Regions from separate parts of the Pan troglodytes genome. Here region 2 is linked to region 1. A link is a contact called in public Hi-C data. All regions are on one chromosome and are shown on one strand. Each heading gives the region's core, a stretch centred on a gene start, on an enhancer-like site or on the middle of the called end of the contact. The rest is flanking DNA. Distances are from core to core; before and after follow the strand shown.

Region 1 (3,302 bases), core at 17-2,516:
CGTCTGGCCACTGGGAATCCTAAGGCCGAGTTACAGACATACCTTCTTCAGGGCTTTCTCCCCTGCGGCTTTGTGTTCCAGGCCCATGTAGAGTCTCCCTAGCTTCAACCACATGGAGGCCACGTTGAGGGAGTACAAAGGATAGTGCTTACTAGAACAAGAGAAGAGACAACAGGCCACCATGTCAGCGGCTACTGAGCCGCCCCACAGGCTGGGTGCAGTAAGCCGGAGGCTGCCATGCTTAGGGCCAAACTCTGCCCACCAGTGGCCTCTCCAAATCCCACCAGGGTTTGGGTGGAGAGTGTGGATGCTGCCACCCTGCGGAATCATTGCAGATGTTGTTCATTATTTGTAGTTTGTGTGTTTCTGAAAAGCTACATAACAACTGCAGGAGAAATCCTATTCAAAAGCATTTGTAAACACAATCTTCAATCCCAGTCCAGATTTTTATATTTCAGACATACCCAGAGGAAGACCCTGGGAAAACAGCTTGTGAAGTAAATGTCCCATTTATGAAGGCAGCAATTAGGCCTATCACCTTAGGTACTCAGACATACAGCCACCCACCCAACCCCCACCCACCCCAATGTGTCTTAAGACCCCAGCTTTCTGTCACACTATGATATGGGCTGGTTTAGCAAAACAGTAAGTGCTCTGAAGTCAGAACACTTCCTGTGTCTTCTGGATGTTCTTTCCCCATTGTCCAGCAGGGGCTTTAGATACAGCAAGTGTTCTCTCCGGCTGTACCTGAAGACTGACTGATGGGGTCTGCCTGGGAAACAGCCATTTCCCTAAGAACAGGGCCCAGAGGCAGCTGGTGGGTGAGCCAGTGTGTGTGTTTACATGTGTGTAAGAGGTGTTTACTTAAAGGCTAGGCTGTTCCACCCTGTGTCTCCTGAAAGTCAGTCCAAAAAGACATGTTCTAGCTGTATTCCTGGGCAGGAGGCAGCCCTGGGACCCACGGCCCCACGGAAGACCAGAGCTGGGCTTCCGGGAGGTGGCTCACGCAGATAACGATGGGTCTAGCAGAGCAAGGCCCTGCTGGGAGAACCACAGGGCTGGGATGCTGTCTGTCTGCTCCTCTCTCCCTACAGATCTCACACAGAGAACTGTGCATGAGGCCAGTGCACTTCCTCACACACTCCAGGAGAAAAGGAAGGTTTGAGTTTATCCCCAATTTAACAAATTCTGTTTCCAAGAGCAGATTTTAAGAGCTGGCTTCCTTTGGGCTCCCCCTGCTGGCTAATCAGGGCACAGTGGGGTAAGTAGAGGGTGGAGTGGGCAGTGGACATTCAGACCAGACACAACCTTCACAGACCCTAATCTCGGAAGTGGAAGGAGACTGAGGGCTTCTCAAACTCCTGAGAAACACCTGGGATGCTTCCAGAACACAGATTTCTGGGTCTAATGCCCAGCGACCCTGATTCACTTGGCCCACTTGGTGTTGGACGTACCCTGTAAATGCATAATATCAGTGCCTTTAAAAAGAGCTCCAGTGATCCCATCTAGGCCACCTCAGCCCTGAAGCGTCTAGTCCGAGTCAGAGGACAAAGCCACAACTTCCGTCTGTCACCCACTTTTAGGTTTAGTAACCCTCTCAGGCAGGAAATCTCTCCAGGGCTAATATTCATTATTACTACAAATTAAAAAGCAACTTTTTTTTCTTTTTTCCAAACCTGGGGTGGGGAGATTAGATAACCACGGTCAACCCACTGGTCCCAGAGCTTCCCCATTTGCAAACTGGGGCTGTAACTTGAAAAAGCAAAAGAAGGGGATGGTGTGAGTAATGATGAAAAGCAGGGTTTCTGAGACCACCACTTAGTAATTAAACTTGGAAGCAGTGGGTGGGAAAAGAAGCAAACTAGTGGCTTCTCAAAACTAGCCTGAGTTAACTACTATGGATATGGCCCTGGATGGACCTGGGAGGGATCTTGCCCCAGTATCCGCTGCATAACCTCAACCTGTCTCCTTGGGATGGTGGTGAGAACAGGCCTGACTCGGGAGCAGTGCCCTGCACCAGCACCTCCAGATGTGGGTGCAGAGAAAAGGCAGCTGCGCTAGGCAAGTCTCAGCAATGGGCAGGAAGACGACACTATCGTATACATTCTAAACAACCAAATTCCACTCCGTGGATGATTAGAACAGCCTCTGCAATCACCTGTAGGGCTTAATGATTTTCTGTCCATACTGCAGGGCTCCTTCCCAGTCCTGCATGTACAAGCAGACACCCATGGCCTGGTACATCATGTGCAACATGTACACGTTACTGTCCTCAAACACAGAGCTCATCTTCTCCTGGCTGAGCTCGCAGATCTCCAGCAGCTCACTAGGGGGTGCTGTGGAGTCAAGGAAACGGCCACCGGGCCCAAGCTGCCTGGAGGCTTCCCCAGGCTGGGTTCAAGGAGTTCTTTCGTCCACTCCACTCTCACCCTTACCCCATGAAAAAGTAACTTACAGAAAGCCAAGCAAAAGTGAAAGGAATTACATTTCTCCAGAAAAAACAAATGAGGAAAACCTGAAGATCGGAACTGCTCAACTCAAGAATTTTAGCCGCAGGGTCCAGACCCCTAGTTCTGATGTAAACAATGTTGATTAAAATCACGATTCTAATCAAATTCAAATCCTCACCCAAGTTGGAACCCTGAGCACGACTCCCACTGTGGCAAAGTTCTTTCTTATGCTGAGAAACAATGTGCCTTTCTCTCATTTCCTCTCACTGGTTTTAAATTCTACCCTTTAGAGTACAAATCGAATCCCTTTTCAACTCCCAAGAAAATACTACAATACAATGGTTAAGAATATGGATTCTGATAGAGCTGGGACAAAATCCTAGATCCTATCACCATCAGCTGTGTCCTTTGGGCAAATTACTTAATATCTATCAGGCTGTTTCCTCATCTGCTGCATGGGAATGAGCAGAGTCCCTGCTCAGAGTGTGCCAGTGAGGAGAGCTGAAATAAGCAAGGCCCTTGGCACTGTGCCCTGCCCAAAGTAAAATACCCAAAGCACAAGGCCATCAAGGCTCTGTCCTTCACGGTCCTCCACCACATGAGGCTCCGAGCCAAACTAGCCAAAATAAGGGGAAATAAGATCATACAACTCCAACAGGATGGACACCACATTGTGGGTGGTCAGTACGCCTTTACACATTTACTAGGAGACATTCCTCCTTTGGTTTTCAGAATCTTAAATCCATCCTTCTCCTGCTCCCTCTTTCCAACTTCCCACCTTGCCTTGTTGGCGAGGGATAATAAGCTATCAGGGCAGTTGTAAAGGATATATTTATAGTGCTTGGCCCTCCG
Region 2 (3,042 bases), core at 118-2,617, 52 kb after region 1:
CTGGAAGGCCTGATATAAACTTAATCCCAATGTCATGCCTCCTGCCTTAGTAAATTTACTGAGCACCTAACCAGTGAGAAATAGGCAGAAGTGAATAAGGCCAGATTTCACTCCCTTCACTACTGGTGTGAATGGATAAAGGTAACTCCACTTTCTCTCTGGGCTTTAGTTTTCTCATCCATTAAGTGAAAGACAAGACTGAATTGGTGATTTCTAATGTGCCTTTAAGCTCTGAAACTCTCATAAGAGTTGAGGATATAATTATGTGTTGGTGTGTGCAAATGTATATGCATCATATATACAAACACAGACACATATATACATATGGTATCTTACAATTAAATACCATTAGCAACCACACATCTTGCCCAATCCCTTCCTGCGACCATGTTTTCCTAATCCCAAACCGAAACTGGACACTGCAACTCATCGTCGCAGCTCCTCAGAATCCAGGGGGTGTGGTCAGTGCCCACTGGCGTCCCTCCAAACACCCATGTAAGCGTACTTTAACATGTAAGCGTACTTTACAAGACATATACTAAGTCATTAAATTCCTTGGAAGAAACGGCCAATCTGAGGCAGGGCTGGACTGTGGGTAACAGAACACACCGCAGGAAGCATAAGTTAAAGGTGACAGCCCGTGGCTGCCCAAATTTGGGGCTCCGCTGCCAATGCACCAGGAGGGCAGTGAGTGCCCAGGCTTGGAACAAGCCTGGCTCGGAGCCCACATTTGAGGGCAGGAACCTGCACTCCCGGGTTTGCGCATCCAGCGTGAGCAACTCTGAAAACGTGCAGTGCAGGGCGTGCAGCGCGGCACCGGTCCTGTTTCCTCTCGCACGTGGCGCCTGGCGTGGGGCTGCAGCGCGGGGCCTCCTCCCCTCCCCGCCCCCCACCCCGCCCCAAGGGCCGGCGCTAGGACCCCGCGAGCCGCACGCACTTCCTGGCGCCGCGGTCTAAGCCTCCCGCTCGGCGCCCCCGGCTCCCGCCCGCCGCCGCCGCCGCCGCCGCCGCCGCCCTACCTGGTGAAGCAGTACTCGCAGTGGTTGCCCCGCTCGTTGACCGTGAGCACGTAGGCATAGGCCGGGCAGGAGAACAGCAAGTCCCCCACCTGGAAGGGCTGCAGAGCCCGCAGCCCCCGGCCTTTGCCCGGGCTGCAGAAGCGCTCCAGGCCGCCGAGGCCCTCGGCCCTCATGGTGGCGGCGGGGCGCGGCCGCCGGCTGTGCCCGAGCTGCGGCTCCCGGCGAGCTGTTATTGGAGACGCGTCACCCAGAGCTGCGGGGGGCGGGGTGGGAGCCGCCCGGCGGACGCGGCGGCGGCTCCCCGCTCCCCGGAAGGGACGGCGGCCCCGCCCGGGCCTCGCGCGCCCCCGCGGGGAGGGGGACGGGCCCGGCGGCCCCGCCTAGCGCCGGGACCCTCGGCGGCCGCTCCGGGCCGTTTCCGGTGTGGCCGCGACAAAGAGCCGCAGCCCCTGTGGCTTCTGCGAGGAGGCGTGAGGCGTGTGCGCCTCCGCGGCGTCTCCACGGAGCGAGCGGGACGCGCCCTCCTCCTCGGTGGGAGGGAGGGGGGTCACCTGCGGGGAGCAGGTATCCGAGGGCCACCGCTAGACAGTCAGCCTGGCCCGAAGGATGACCAGCCCCCGGTAAATAGAAGGGGGCGAAGCCAGCTCCGAAACCTTACGTTCGCTGTCCCTTGTAAAGACCCTAGAGGCAGTGATCGGGGAACGCCAAGGAGAAAGCGGCAGAGGGGAAACCACAGTAGAGAAGTTTGGTGTGCAGAGGGTTGAAGTGTGCTTTTCCAAGGTTAGAGGTTTTTAAACCTTGTGGCTTTAATGGGAACGTAGTTTGCCCTCTGCTCCTGTAGTGGAATTACATGGACGGAAGAGGAAATGCATTGGCTGGCCCAGCTCACCGAGTCTCTGAGGCATGCTGCGAACGATGCAGAGGAAGCCAGAGAGAACCTTGCCTTCAAGGAATTTAGGCTGTTGGGGGATAATGCGATGCTGTGGCCAGTGTCCAGGACACTGCGCTAGAGTTTGCAGTAGTTTTAATATGCTTGACCACCCACGAACTGTGATCTTAGAAAAATCACTTGGGTTAGGAGTCAAAGGATTTAAAGCCCACAAAGCCTGAAATGTAAATCCTATACACATGCACGCTATTACTTTTCATATGAGAAAGGAAAATATAATCCGTGTTCCACATGGTTATGTAAAGACTGGAATTGATGTACATGCAGTAAAGACTAAAATTGTGACGAGATCATTTAGCAGAAACCACTACTTCAAACTAGGACCTCAAACAGTTAACCTGTGTAAGTTCAGGACTGGTTGAGCAAAGGGAAAGGATTAATATGATTGGAGATGTAAAATCAGTGGAATTTTTGGCATTTCAGTAAAATGTCTTTATCAGCTGGGTGTGGTGGCTCAGCCCTGTAATCCCAACACTGTGGGAGGCCAAGGTGGGAGGATCATTTGAGCCCAGGAATTGGAGAGTTGGAGACCAGCTTGGGCAACATAAGACCCCGTCTCTATGGGAAATTAACCACCTCTCAAGTGGTGCTGAGGTGGGAGGATAGCTTGAGCCTGGGAAGTCAAGGTTGCAGTGAGCTGTGGTGACTCCATTATACTCCAGCCTGGGTGACAGAGCAGGACCTTGTCTCAAAAGAAAACAAAAAAGCCCTTATTAGTGGCAAACTAAATAAGCCTCTAACCCGTCTTCAAGTAAAGGAAGTTATGATAGTATTTTCATTTATGCATTTTAAGAAACTTCGACTGACTATGGCCAGCAACTGGGATAGAAAGATGGACATCAGCCGGCTGTGGTGGCTCATGCCTGTAATCCCAGCACTTTGGGAGGCCGAGGTAGGCGGATCACCTGAGGTCGAGAGTTCAAGACCAGCCTGACCAACATGGAGAAACCTCATCTCTACTAAAAATACAAAATTAGCTAGGTGTGGTGGTGCATGCCTGTAATCCCAGCTACTCGGGAGGCTGAGGCAGGAGAATCGCTTGAACCTGGGAGGTGGAGGTTGCTGTGAGCCAAA

The links. A called contact is a pair of places that touch in the nucleus more often than the background predicts.
Region 2: a contact with region 1 is called in a Hi-C map of induced pluripotent stem cells, with 2.0 times the contacts expected there. The contact joins the promoter of SMYD2 here to the enhancer-like site in region 1. A contact is called at or near these places in 2 of 7 Hi-C or Micro-C datasets (induced pluripotent stem cells and lymphocytes) and 1 of 1 datasets of contacts at active chromatin or transcription factors (stem cell-derived excitatory neurons).

What each region holds. Positions count from the first base shown.
Region 1 is chr1:34,772,310-34,775,611 of NHGRI_mPanTro3-v2.0_pri, forward strand. SMYD2 (SET and MYND domain containing 2) reads right to left here. Exons shown (of 12, transcript XM_003308746.7): 9 at 3,281-3,302; 10 at 2,159-2,333; 11 at 43-151. Among named protein-coding and RNA genes, the nearest start is that of SMYD2, 52 kb to the right of the region's middle. Within about 2 kb of position 1,267, at least 4 of the 24 cell types and tissues checked have an H3K27ac peak or open chromatin away from gene starts, as enhancers often do. A contact at or near this core is called in induced pluripotent stem cells, where this site is marked.
Region 2 is chr1:34,824,180-34,827,221 of NHGRI_mPanTro3-v2.0_pri, forward strand. SMYD2 (SET and MYND domain containing 2) reads right to left here and starts at 1,368. Exons shown (of 12, transcript XM_003308746.7): 1 at 1,020-1,368. The coding sequence starts at 1,192.